2 separate regions of the Cricetulus griseus genome follow, and region 2 is linked to region 1. Evidence: chromatin contacts called from public Hi-C data. All regions are on one chromosome and are shown on one strand. Each heading gives the region's core, a stretch centred on a gene start, on an enhancer-like site or on the middle of the called end of the contact. The rest is flanking DNA. Distances are from core to core; before and after follow the strand shown. Region 1 has its middle 82 kb from the start of Nfat5. Region 2 holds the start of Nfat5 (nuclear factor of activated T-cells 5).

Evidence for each region. Hi-C and Micro-C count contacts between places; a contact is called where the count stands out from the background.
Region 2: a contact with region 1 is called in a Hi-C map of fibroblasts, with 2.1 times the contacts expected there. The contact joins the promoter of Nfat5 here to the enhancer-like site in region 1. A contact is called at or near these places in 3 of 8 Hi-C or Micro-C datasets (the CHK-Q cell line, the CHO-K1 cell line and fibroblasts).

Annotation. Positions count from the first base shown.
Region 1 is chr3:183,521,425-183,528,472 of CriGri-PICRH-1.0, reverse strand. No RefSeq gene overlaps it. Among named protein-coding and RNA genes, the nearest start is that of Nfat5, 82 kb to the left of the region's middle. Within about 2 kb of position 2,917, at least 1 of the 6 cell types and tissues checked has open chromatin away from gene starts, as enhancers often do. A contact at or near this core is called in fibroblasts, where this site is marked.
Region 2 is chr3:183,603,034-183,610,081 of CriGri-PICRH-1.0, reverse strand. It overlaps Nfat5 (nuclear factor of activated T-cells 5), which reads right to left and starts at 3,151. Exons shown (of 16, transcript XM_027405948.2): 1 at 2,722-3,151; 2 at 998-1,051. The coding sequence starts at 2,794.

The sequences.
Region 1 (7,048 bases), core at 1,668-4,167:
CTGTCTTTTTGTGATGTCTTTTCCGTCACACCTTTCCAGGTAGAGAGGGTGAACAGAGTAAGGCGCATTTCCAACGTACCAGGTGGAGCCCAGATTAGGAAGTAGGCAGCAGCAGGCACAGGAGCCACTTCCGGTCACATCTGGATCCCTCTCTCCTCCTCCAGGTGGTCAGCCACAGCTTCTTTGCTAACTCCTTTCCACCCACCTCAGTTCCAAACCCACTTCCGGCCACCACCTAACACATTCCTAAATTGTCCTTAGCCACCATGACCTTGTTGTTATCTTCCATAGGCAGACGATCCAGATGAGGAGCATGTCCTCAAGATGGAGTGGGTCTAGGGTGGGGGTTGGTAGTGGCGACACAGGGTGTGAGTCACAGTTGTCTCGGATAGTCTTGGAATTCACAACCCAGTACTTGGACCAAACCCAGAAACACCAGTTCAGGGCTTTGTTGGGGATGGGGGTGTGTCCATTCACTTTGAGGCCCCAGAGGCAGGTCTATCCACAGTCTCTTCCCTTGGACAGGATCACTGTTTGCTAGGGTGTTTTGTCCTCACCATGACACATTGCCTACTAGAAGCAAGAGATAGAGATGCATTCTGGCTCACAGTTCAGAGGATACGGATCATTGTGGTGGCAAAGGCGTGGTGGGAGCCAGGGCCACTCGCAGCAGTGGAAACTGGCTGGCTATCTTAGCAGTTGGGAGGCAAGGTACTGGGCCTGAATTGGATTGACCTGTATATGACCCTCAAGCTCCACCTTTATAATCCTAGGCCCTGTATCCAAAAGGTTTCAGCCTCTCAAAACAGTGCCACCAGCTGGAGGTTCGGTGTCTAAATACATGGGGTGGGATTTTACATTCGATTTTACATTCGAATCTCAACAGCCTAGGAATATGGGATGGCTATTGATGGGCACAGTTCCTTTTGGAGCAGTAGGTGTCTGGGATTAGATGGATACTTTGTAGGTATTACAACAAATCACTGAGCTGTCTGCCTTGGAACAGTGAATATGGGGGCTGAGCTGGTGACTCAGCAGTTAAGAGTGTGTACTGCTCTTGCAGAGGACCTGGGTTTGTGCTCCATGTCCTGACACCTACAGAAGATGTCAGAACTTAGTCCTTGAAAGCCAGATCTGAATGCCTCTATTTTTTTATTGTTGTTTGCTTTTCCTTCCTTTCTTTTTTCCTTTGTTCCTTCCTTCCTTTATTTCTTTTTTGTTTCGTTCTATTTTGAGGGGGTGAGGGACAGGATTTCTCTCTGTAGCCTTGGCTGTCCTGGAACTCTCTAGACCAGAATGGTCTCAAACTCACAAGAGATCCATACCTGCCTCTGCCTCTGAGTGCTGGGATTAAAGGCGTGCGTGATCATCTGGCTAAGATTTATTTTTTTGTGTGTGTATATGGGTGCTTTGTCTGCAAGTATGCCTATGCACCCAGTGCAATCTAGGTGCCCAAGGAAGCCAGAAGAGGGTGTTGGATCTTCTGTTACTAGAATTACAGAAGACAATGATATGCCATGTTGATGCTGGGAATTGAATCTGGGTCCTCTGGAAGAGCAGCCAGTTCTCTTAACCACTGAGCCATCTCTTCAGACCTGTTGTTTGTTTTTCATGCCAAGGTTTCTGAACAGCCCTGGCTGTCCTGGAACTCACTCTGTAGACCAGCCTGGTCTCGAACTCAGAGATGCACCTGTCTCTGCCTCCCGAGTGCTGGGACTAAAAGTGTGCAACACCACAGCTGGACAATCTCCACTTCTTCATAATAGACTTACAACTCCAACTGAAATGTCTTGTGGAAGGCACAGGATTTGTCCATCAGTCTGACTTCATTCATTCTAGAGTGGGTAAAAATCCCACTCTAGGAAGGAAAAGATGGTCATAGTTAAGAGCCGCTGGTTAGCCACAGGCAAACTCACTCTCTAGACAGCCCCAAGAACCCAAGGGGAGAAGACAAGTAGATCATGTTCTTTGTAACCCTGAGTGAAATTGCCACTGATTGTGCTAGAGGGCCAGTCTCTTCCTATGAACTGCTGTTCTAGTCCTTTCCCAATACAGTCCTCGCTAGCCAGGTCAGGTCAACTTTGCACATGCTACTTGCTTTCGGGGCACTCTCAAGGTTTGTGAGGACTGAGTGGCGCACAAAGCCATGGCTGCTGGAACAATGGCCCAGGAGGTCTTGTTGGAAACTTGGGTATTCTTCCCCCAAGCCTTTGTAGGTTACAATTGTCACCAAGAAGCAGGGATAAGATTCCTCTATGCATTAGAACTTCTGGAGCTAGAAAAAAAAATGGCTCAGCAGTTAGAGCACATATTGTTCTTGTAAAAGACCCAAGTTCAGTTCCCAACACCCATGCTGGGCAGCTCACAACCTCCTGTAACTCCACCTCTAGGGTATCCAACACCTCTGGCCTCTGTGGGCACTGCACATTCTAAAAGTCACACGCACTTCAAAATAATGAAAATAAATCTTAACAAAAGTAATAATTTGTCACCAGGATCTTGGTTTCTGGGTGTTCCTCCATGAAACACTAATAGCCATCATCAATTTCTCAGGTCAAAAGAGTCCAGACACATGATGTCAGCTCTGCCCTCCAGTCCAATCTAATTGATCTCACCCTAGTTTATCTATTACTACACAATGAGTCTATTTCTCTCAAGACCCACACTCTCTCTTTCTTCTTTAGATTTGTAGGCATTGTTAAATTTTGACCTTTGAGGAAAACCTTACAAAGACGCATTTCACCCTGACTCTCCTCAGCCCACCCTCACAGTTTCAGCAAATCAGCAGACACCCCCAATAGGAGACCAGAGTGGCTAAAATCCAGGGAGTCCTGGTGATCTTAGGGCCTCCTGGATGTGCTGAACTGGTCTCACCAGCCTCAGCTGATGTGGCAAGAATTGGAATCAGACAGACATAGCACTGGATGCCAACTCTGTCATTTGTTAGCTATGTGACCTTGGGCAATGTATCCGAGCTTTCTGACTGTCAATGCCCTTATCTAAACCCCAAAAACCAAACAAAAGAAACAAACTGTAAGAAATGAAACCAAGGCCAGAAGTCGGAGTATAGTGTGGTCATTGTAGAATAAAGGGATCAAAGCTATGCATCTGGCACTTAATAAGTATCAACTCTCTATCTCTCCTCCTGCTGCCTGCCATGGATGTTAGCACTCTACCAAGACAAGATCAGCCATGCACTTGCTCCTATTTCAATCTCCTGCAAGAGCAGGGACAGACAGCTTGGACAAAGAAGAGAGCTGTAACGTGGCCATTGAAAGCACATTATGCAGGCTAGGAATGTAGTTCAGTTGGTAGAGTGCTCGCTTGGCATGAACAAAGCCCTTCAATCGATCCCCAGCATGCTATAACCAGATGTGGGAGCACACACTGGCAATCCCAGAACTTGGGAGGTAGAGGCAGGAGGATCAGATGTTCAAGATTATTTTGGGCTACCTAGTAAGTATGAGGCCATTCTGGGCTACATGAGACCCTTTCTCAAAAGTGGCAGGTGCAGTGGTGCACACCTTTAATTCAGCATTTGAGAGGCAAGGCAGGTGCATCTCTGTGAGTTCGAGGCCAGCCTGGTCTACACATTGAGTTCAGGGCAGCCAGGGCTGCAGAGTGAGGCCCTGTTTTAAAGTTAATAAGTAAATAAACAGATGTCATAAGAGGAAGTCTCTATGAATTTTTTTTTTTTGAGACAGTGTTTCACTATGTAGCTCTGGGTGTCCTGGAACTCCCTGTGTAGACCAGGCTGGCCTATAACTTTGAGCTTACAGAGCTCCTCCTGCCTCTACCTCTTGGGTGCTGGGATTAAAGGCATGTGCCACCAAGCTGGGCTCTCTATGGGTTTTAACCACCATGGATTTGTAACAAATTAGGTACAAGGGGAGGAGAATTTTTTTTTTAAACAGTGTATATCCACTTGAAAAAGAATCCCCAGCCCTCTGCCTGATTTGCTACCAAAAAGGACCAAGCTATAATCACCCCCACTTACCTGGACCACTCGTCCACTTCTACTGTAATAGTCTCCTCTCTGTGGAGACCAGCTCTAAAAATGCAAACAGCATCCTACTCTTCACTGTCTGTCACATTATAATAAAATCCCAACTTCCGAGTCTTGGAAAGGCTTACAAAGCCCCATGTGATGGAGCCCCTGCTCTCTTCTCATCTCCTACCCCCATTTCCTCATTCTGCCAGTCTTGAGGATTTTCCAATTCTTTAAGCAAGTCAACCATTCAAGTCTCAGGGCCTTTGCAGCCTTGGGTCCCTCTGCCTGGAGTCCTCTGAGTGGCTGCTGTCTTTTTAATACTGTAGTCCCTGCTCATTCATGGGGGATATGTTGCAAGACCTACAGAGGAAGCCTGAAGCCTCAAATATCACCGAATCCTACATGTGTTTTTCCTATATGTGTATATCGATGATAAGGCATGATTTACAAAGAGATCAATGATAACTAGTAGTAAGACAGAGCAATCATCACAGTGTACTATGATAAAAGTTGCAGAAGTGTGGCTTCAGAATGTTAGCCAAGGGTAGGTAGCAGATACAGCATGGGCACACTCATGAGTTGGGTGGACAGAGTGGCATTGCTCATTTTATCATGTTATTCAGAATAATGCACAATGTAAAGATTATTCGCTGTTTATTTCTATAATGTTCCCATTAATTTCTTACACAGATGACCTTTAACTAGCTACAGAAATTGAAGTAGAGAGTGAGCAGGTAAGTGAGTCTGTCAGGGGTCTCTGTCCCAGTTGCATATTCTTGGAGATATTTCTCATCTTGTCCCTGTCCCCGGGTGCCAAGAACACAGCCTGGTACACAGCTGGCTCTCGATCCTGTTTGTCAAATGACTGACCCCCTCCATCTCGCCATGGAAGCATAAACTGATGATGTCACGGTCAGGTCTCCATATTAGAGCTTCTAATATGTGAGTGTCTAGACAGTCCTTTTTATTTTTGGCATTTTTGGCAAAGTGACTTTCTTCTGGAATTTAACAAAACCAGACAACGCCTGTCTCCCCAGAGCTTCCTCCAGAGCTGGGCCACCTCTCCTTGTGGAGATTCTGGTGGCCCAACTCCTCTGTAGTAGAGACACATAGATTAGACAAAGGGCTTACAAATAACTCTAGAATATTCTGCTGCCTGAAACAGTGGCATGGTGCTGGCCTGCAGCCTTCACCAGAGGCAGCCTTAGCTAGAAGCATGCCTGGACACATGAGACTGTGGCAGACAGGAGCCAAGCAAGACATGCTTCTGCCACCAGTGCTAAGACTCTTAAAAGCCAGACTGAAGGAAATCTGGGGTAGGAGTGTGGGGACAGGACGGGCCTTTCCTTAATTTCCTTAACCCAACAGTTTCTTCTTTTTCTTTTTTCTTTCTTTCTTTTTTTTGTCACCAGTTAGGATGGAGCCTTTAGGCAGAACTCTACCTGAGCTACTCCACTAGCTGTCCTCAAAGAAGTTAAATGTTCAGTTTGAGGCATGGAGGGGAGAGGACCCCCTTTTTTCATTCAGTGTTATGGTAACATCTGTGTCTCAAAAGGTTAAGAATGGCGGTTATGGAAGGCATATGATTAGGCCAGTCACCATCCTAAACAGGACCCAAAACTGCCACAGTCACGAGAAAGGAAAAGTGTTTCATGCTCCAAAGAAAACAAAGCCACTTCCAACAGGAATTGGCTGTCATAGTCTCTGCACTTGGAAAAAAAAAAAAAAAAATCAACAGAGCGTCCGCCCAGCCTGCCCAAGGCCCATCCCTTAAGCCCAGGTCTCCAGGGACCGCAGTGTGCCTTTGTTTTCCAGTCTGTGGGCAACTGGCTTGGCCAGGAGCCAGAGTGAGAGACCTTTACGGAAGAAAATCCTGCGGGGTGCTGAGCCATGCAGGCTGGAAGCGGCTCAGGGTGGGCTCAGACCCGGACAGAGATACCCGAAGCGCACAGAGCAGTAGGAACAAAGTGCCTGCTGCAGAGGCAGCGTCCCGGCCTGCTTTCTTCATGGCCCTCCTGACCCATGCAGCACCATGATCTTACTCATGGGCCCTTGGTGCTTTTAGAAGAAAGTTTGAAACTTTCAAAATTGGGAAGGCCATGTATTCTCCCAGGGTCCCCCTCAGCTTTCAGAAGCTCCCTTGCTACGTTGGTATTCAGGGACACTCCCTTCCTCTGACCCTTCTTGGCTTTGGAAGAGGAGGACCTAGGAGGTGGCAGATGTCCCAATAAATGCTGGAAGGAGCCCCGTGAGTGCGCAGGCGGCCGAGCCAGAGAGCTGCGCCAGCACTCAGGGTAACCTCCGGGGAGGGCGCAGTCCACACACATCCTGGCTTCCAAGAGCAGACCTTGGGTGTCTGCCCACAGTCAGACTCTCCGGCTCAACCCCAGGCTTTGAGCCCCAGAGGCAGGAGGAGGGATGTCCCTTGGTGTGGAGCTGTCCTTCTGCACTTGTATAAATTTCTCTTTAAAACACCCCAGTGACGCTTAGTCTCCAACTCCAAGCTTCCCCGTAGCCATAAATGGCACCTTCATCACCAGGGCTTATCCTTGGGGCACCAACTTATGGTGGCACCACTTCCTTGGAAAGGCCTTTCTAGTCACCATCTCCTAAGTGCTTGTACCTATGCGCCAACTTTCTTTCACTAAAGTCGACCTCTCTCAGGGTCACATTCTGTCTCCACTCAGTCTGTAAAGTCATGAGGGCTTGGGACAGCTACACAGTCTCTTTCTTTTGCTCAGGGGCTTGGCAGACTTCTCTCCTCCTCTGTGTGCCTCAGGGAGTAGACAAATGGGGACAATGCCTACGGCCTCTGCAGAAGCCAGTCTCAGGCAGTTTGCACCGACTGGCCCCATTGCCCAAGTTCCCTGGCTGGCAGGTGGGAGCCCTAATGGGAGATGAGAGTAGTGAGCTTTCTCCTAGTGAAGCCCCTGATGGCAGCTCTCCCCCACAGGTCTTCCTGGTGATCACCTTGTCACATACCCCTTTTCAGATCGGCGTAGCATTGGCTGCCATGTGCTACCTTATGCCTCCAGACAGATTTCCTCTTGACCCTTC
Region 2 (7,048 bases), core at 1,902-4,401, 81 kb before region 1:
TTATTTCATGGTGGCACTTGGCTTTGGGTAAGGAGTACTGACTACAACACAGAAGGGATTGTTTCTGCTGCTGCTCAACTTTTCCCCCAAGACTCTTACTTTCAGCTTGTTTCTCATTTCTAAATAACGGAGAAATAATTAATATCCTTGCTATCTAATACCAAGACTCTAAAATTCAAAGATGGTAAGTGTAAAGTAAAAATAAAAAAAAGTTTTTAAAAGAATTGTCATCTGTTTAAGGTACATAGCCTATTAACTTTTCCAGAACATTCTATGGGCCTCTTTTTCTAAGCATAGTTTAATCATCTCTATTACTTAGCTTTTTTCATCCTTAAATATAATGATATAGAAGTCACATCAATAATTGGTAAATAAATTATATATCATTCTGAAACACATAACATCCAAGTTTTCAATTTGGAATTTTCAAACTAAGTTTGTTTGGTGTCACTGCTGTATTTATTAATTTATCATCTTTATGTTTGAACCTTTTCAAATTCAGTTTGTGTTAAAAAAATAAATAAATAAATAACTGGCCAGGCGGTGGTGGCGCACGCCTTTAGTCCCAGCATTCGGGAGGCAGAGGGCAGCAGATCTCTGTGAGTTCAAGACCAGCCTGGTCTACAAGAGCTAGTTCCAGGAAGCCACAGAGAAACTGTCTCGAAAAACCAAGAAAAAAACAAAAAAACAAACAAAAAAAAAACAACCAAAAAAAAAGCTGAAATTCTAAAGTAGAACACCCAACACATAATTTTAAACGATTGTGAGGGATTTCCCCAAAGCCTCTCAAAGCAGACACAATGGGCTATAAGCACTTCAAGCACAACAATGAAATCCACTGAAACATTTAGCTGCTCTAAAAGAAGGATCAGGCTCCTTAGCAAAAAAAACTACATTGTGTGAGTCTGCAAAGTTTCCCACTTTTCCATTTCAACTCCATCTCAGAGAAAGCCTTTGCACACTAACACAATATACTGTAAAATGGCATTTTGCTGACCTTCCAATAGTCCAGCTCTATGAAAATTCTGTGATGGGTGTAACTTCAGAGAATCTGAAAAACACAAAAAGCATTAAGTACTTTTTATGCTGAATGAGAAAAAAATGCCAAGGATAGCATACATCTCTTATGTAACTATTATGTATTTTTAAGAGCTTAAGCCCATATTAGTTTGGTCTATTCCCTGCAAAAGGGTGCTTGGGTTGCTTCTACACTAGTCTCTAAGCTAAACTCAAATTTTGATAAAGCATTTGTTTCATGGAAAATTATCTGATGATTACTGCCCAAATGGTGTTACTGTCTTGCCTATTTTTAGCATTCAATTGTACATCAGCCTTATTCTAAAGCTCACCTCTTGATATTTTCTGACACTTCAAACTACAATATTTCTAAGCTATTTCAGGTAATATCTGAGAAATATCCTACAGGATAATAACTGTCAACTAAAGTCATTAAAGCAACAGACAATGGCCTAACAGTTATGAAGTAGGGCTCTGTGTACAAACTCAATATAAAGTCAGCACCTTCCATGGTAAATCACATCCCTCTGACTCACTTAAACAATATGAATACACTAACGCCAGGCTTAAGTCCCTCGGTAAAATTATCTGGTGGATTTGTAAAACTAAAAAGAGGGGAAATGCTGGATTTCTCGGGAAAAGGGTTCACACCGTGGTATGTTTTAAAATATAAATGAATCGCTAAGAACAGACTTTTGCCCCTTCCACCGGTATAAGAATTGGCGATGAGTGCAAATGTGGGTATTTTTAGTTTGATACCCCTTGCAAAGGAAACCTGTTCTGACACATTCTTGTGGTGTCCAGTGTAGGAATTTAACCCCAGCAGAGATCACCTCAAGTGTTAATGTTTTAGATGCTGGGAATCCCCTGAAGGCCTTAGCCAAAATAGTTTTAAATGGGGAGCTGTGTTCATTGCCTCCTCTCTGCAAGGAGCCCTTGAACAGCAAAGAAGAGAAATTTCTCTAAGGGCAGGACTGTGCCCGAGCCTGGTACTCCAGGGAGAGGAATACAAGTAATCCAGGGAGGGCATCCCTATATTTGTAAAAGAAGTAATTAGAATGCCACGGAGGTGAAAAGACAGAAAAAAGAAAATTCGGGCCTTTTCCAGGCAAGACGATGACGAGGAAAGGAAGAACGCCTGGTTGAGGGGGGCCGTCCCGACATGGGGAGGGAGTGGATTAGGCCCGGGGGGGGGGGTAAGGACGACCGCGCACAAACAAGCCGAAAGAGGGAGAAAAAAATGGTGACCCTCAGCTCGGAAGCCGCTTGGGGCCACGCAGCCCGGCGTGTGGCAACTTTGCCGGGGAGGAGAGACCGGGAGACAGGAGCCGCGGCGTCCGGACCCCCTGGGCGCCCCAGCACCGGGACTAGTGGGGTGATTCCCGAGTCGGGGAAGGACTGGGCAGGCAGCCGACAGAGGGTGGCGGAGCCGGGAGCGGCGACCGTCAGGATGCGAACCTCCGGGGCCGCAGAGGACTCGGAGGGGGGGGGGCCGGAACCTGAGCCCCGGGCGCCCCGCGCTGCGCTGTGGAGGGGCCGCCGCTCCGCAGTTCCCGAATCTCCCCTAGCCCTCCGTGACGCCCCAGGGCCAGCCTGGGACTCTCGTGAGGGGCAACCCCGGCCGAGCCGGGCTCCGACGGGGACCCCCGGGACTCTGAGCGCCCGCGCTCCCCGCCCCCACGCCCCACCCCCCATCTGACTCACCTCGCGAGTACAGGGACTTGGGCGATTCCAGGTCTAGGTCCGCGCTGAGCAATGAGATGAAGTCCGAGGGCATCGCAGCTCGACCCAGCCCGGCCCGAGGGCAGCGGGAGGGGGGGAGCGGCGGTGGCGGCGGCACCTCCTCTCCGGGACCGCGGGCACCGAACCGGGGGCGGCGAGGCGAGGGCGGCAGCCGCTGCCTCCTCCTCCTCCTCCTCCTCGAGGGCAGTCACTTCCCACCCGGCCGAGCGACGAGAACGGCGGCGGGGAGTAGAGCAGCTCTGCGGAGTAGAGAACTGACTCCCGGTGAGTCCAGAGAGAAGAAGGTTCGGGCGGGGTAGGGGAGAGGGACAGCCAAAGAGTCCGTTTCGGGCTTCTCCTCAGCGCACACTGACTGCAGCCGCCACCGCCGCCGCCGCTGACAGGAATCTGAGCCCCGCCCCCTCGTGAGGCACTGCGCACGCGCGGAGGGGGGACTCCAGGAGCCCGGAAGAGCCTAGAGGCCGCCGGAGGGCGGACAGGCGCGCCACGGAACAGCATCAACAAGGGCTTCGCTTCCTGCCGTCGCTGCCGCGGCTGCTGCTGATCCCGGGCTGGGAATGGGCCCCGCCAGCAGGGAGGGAGGAGGGAGGAGGGAGGAGGGAGGCGGCCTGGCTTCTGGGGCCCCAAGAAGGGAAGAGATTTTTGCCACGACCTGGTGGCGGCGAGCCTGAGGCGGCCGGCCCTGCACCATGGTGTACGCAGGAGGACACCGACCCTGGGGAACCTAGATGTCTGCAAGGAAGAGAAAGACCTCCAGGGACTTGCAGCGACCGAGGCCGGCAGGCTTGAGCTTGCACAGGGGAATGGAGTTCCATGGCTTGGACAGCAACCCAGCCCTTCGGGGCTTTTCATAGCAGTTTCTGCAGTGAGCTGGCCCAAGGACTAGCAGACTCGTTTTTAATTAAGAAAGGGCAAACTATACTCTAACCCACCCTTTAAGTTATCGAATTTTGGGTTTTTTTGTTTGTTTGTGGATTTTTTCGTTTTGTTCTTGTTGATTTTTTTTTTTTTTCCGAGCCCCATCTGGCCTGGAGCTCACTATGTAGACCAGGCTGGCCTCAAACTCAGAGAGCTGTGCTTGCCTCTGCCAGGCATATACCAGGCTATTGGTTATTTTAATTAAAATATATCCCCCAGGTTCCCCAGACCATGTTTATGGCTACTGCGTTTATTTATTTAGACACATGGTATTGCTGTGTAGGTCTAGGTGGCCTGGAACTCACTATGTAGATTTAGATTGGCCTCAATGTTAGGGCAATCCTCCTGATTCGGCCTTCCAAATGCTCCTATTACAAGAGAGTACCACCATGCCTGGCTTTGATCATTTTAATTTTATTTATAATGATGTCTGTCTCTGATAGTGAATGCCCAAATTTATTCAAGAGTGGAAAATAAAAGACAATTTGAAAAATTGATCCTGTGAGTCTACCTAACTGAGAGAGAGGCAAACATAAAAGCCTATTCTTCCAAACAGGTTTTCACTTTTCATTATTCATTCAAGTGAGGATGGAGGATAAACATGTAAATGAGGGTTTTTGGCTAGTCTGTTCATGGGGGCTAAAAGTTTCCGTTGCAAAAACAAATCCTCACCTACACCACAGACTGTTTCCTGACTCTAATAGACTTCTGGGAAATTTTTAATCAAGTTATTAAAATATCAACTGAAGCACAGGGTGTGCATCTTGGGAAATAATTTTTAATTTTGTGTGGAGTATTGATGCCAGCAGCCACATGGGCAAGGTTTTTGAGGTATTCAAGATGGCTTGATTTATATTTCTATGTCTACAAAGCTAGTCACAAACCCTGAAACTCTGTCGATTTTATAGAATGTGTAAATCCAAAACAAAGCTTTGCCCCCTGTGAATCTGGCCACTTCATCAAGAGGACTTGGAATGTTTGTATTGGGTTAGAATCTCCAAGCAAAGGTATCTTCAGAGTGGACCCTTTAAAAGCTTCACCTACAGACCTAGCATTTACACTTGTGTCATCAGAAACTACCTATCCTTTCATCTAAACATCTGATAGGGGTTGCCCAATTTTCTTCAGTGAATTCTTAGTGATAATTAATCAACACTGTGAGCATTTTCCTCCATCAGAGGTAAGATTTTCAGATCCACCCCAAGATATAGAAGAGCCAAACAGGAAACTACCCTCAAACTTCTATGACCACTGCCCTCTGTTTTAACAAATCCCAAGTGAAGTCCCTTCATAACTTCTGAGAGCCCCACTCATTTGATAAGAGAAGATTCAAACTTCCTATTGCCCAACAGGCTAAGGCCAATTGAAATCCTATAGCTTTGAGTTGGAGTAAAACATTGGCTGGTGACCTAGCCCTTCCATTAGTCACTACATAATACATGAGGAGGAAATTGCATGCACCAGAGTAAGCCTCAGTACTGAGAAAGGGAGGTGAATCACTGAGCATATTCCTTTCCCCAAACCTATGAGACTGAAAGATACATAGGGTATAGGAAATCCCCTTTCTGGCTCTCATTAACAAGTCAAGTGTCAAAGTCTCTTCCCCTTTCTTCAGCTCTTCTCTGCCCTTATTGACTTTTTTTCCATTATGCTTTCTAGTTTATCCAGTTTTCTCTGATTAGAGAAAAGCAAAATGAAGAGGGATCCTCCAAAGTGTGACTTGGTTTTGACAGTTAATTCTCTAGATTGGGATTCCACGGGTCCAGGACCCACCACCCCAGCAGGCCCTGCACTTAATATTCTGTGTGTGTGTGTGTGTGTTTATATGTATATATATAAAATTTTTGAGACATTATCTTTCTCTGTAGCCTAAGTTTCCCTGCCATTAGGTATGTCGATCAGATCCTCCTCAAAAACACAATGGTCCTTCTTTCCCAGCCTCCAAGTGTTGAGATTATAAGCACAAGCCACCATGAATAGCATTTGTTATAACTAAATGAATACAGACACATTCTTTAAAAAAAAAAAAACTCTTTCAATTGACTTTTTAGAATTTACTTATTATTATTATTGTGTGTGTGTGTGTGCATGTATGTGGGCAAATGTGCCAGGGTGCATGTTTCAAGTCAGAAGACGACTTCCTGAAAGTTCCCTCCTTCCACCTTTATTGAGTGCCAAGGATCAAACTCAGGTCTCCAGGTTTGTGTGGCAAGTGCCTTTACTCATTGCACATCTTACCAGCCTGAAAAACTATCTAGAAGGAGATTTTTTTGTGTCCATGCTTTGTAACAGCATAGAAACCCAGATTTATTTCAAACATGGCTCACATCTATAATGCAAACGCTTACTAAGCTGAAGCAAGAGGATCATTACAAACCTGAGCTTACATTTGGACTACAGTTTGAGGCCTTGTCTCAAACAACAATAAAAGCAAATAACAAAAAAAAACCCTAGATTTTATTTTATTCCTTTCAATTTCAGTAACTTAATTCAAATGAGCCAAGTGTAGTGACTCACTCATACCTGAATTTTTTTTTTTTTTTTTTTTTTTTTTTTTTTTTTTTTTTGGTTTTTTGAGACAGGGTTTCTCTGTCCTAGAACTCACTCTCTATACCAAGCTGGCCTCAAACTCACAGAGATCCACCTGTCTCTGCCTCCAAAGTGCTGGGATTAAAGGCATGTGCCACCACCGCCCGGCTCATGCCTGATTCTTAACACAGAGAAATGTTGAACAAGAATATTGACAAGTTTTCAAAGCTGGCTTGGACTATATAGTGAGTTTAAGGCCAGATTGAACTATGTAGAGAGACTCTGTCTCCAACAAAAACAAGACTACTGTAGCTCAGTAGAATGTTTGCCTAGAATGGACTAAAATGTTGTAAAATGGACAAAGCCCTGGTTCAATTGTCTGTTCTGTATACACTGTGTTCGATGGAGTGCACTTGTGCACTTGCAATCCCAGTAGAGGCAAGAACAGATGTTCAAGATCTCCTTGGCTATATAACCCATGTGACCCTAGCCTGGGTTACAGGACACCCTGCCTCAAGAAATTAAGTAAATAAATAGTGAACTGAATGTGGAGATACATGCCTGTAACCCCAACACTCAGGAGGTGGAAGCCGGAGAATCAGAAGTACATGGGATCCTGTATCAAGAAGAAAACAAAAAACAGGTAGATGTGGAAGGGTGTGCAGTCAGCCCAGTGCTTGGGAGATAATCAGAAGTTCAAGACCATCTGAACCACATGAAACCTTGCTTCAAAACAACAAAATCAAAAGCAGCTTCGTGTGATGGTCTATGACTTTGACTCCTATACTTGAGAGGCAAGGCAGGCAGATGTCTGTGAGTTCCAGGCCAGCCAATGCTACCT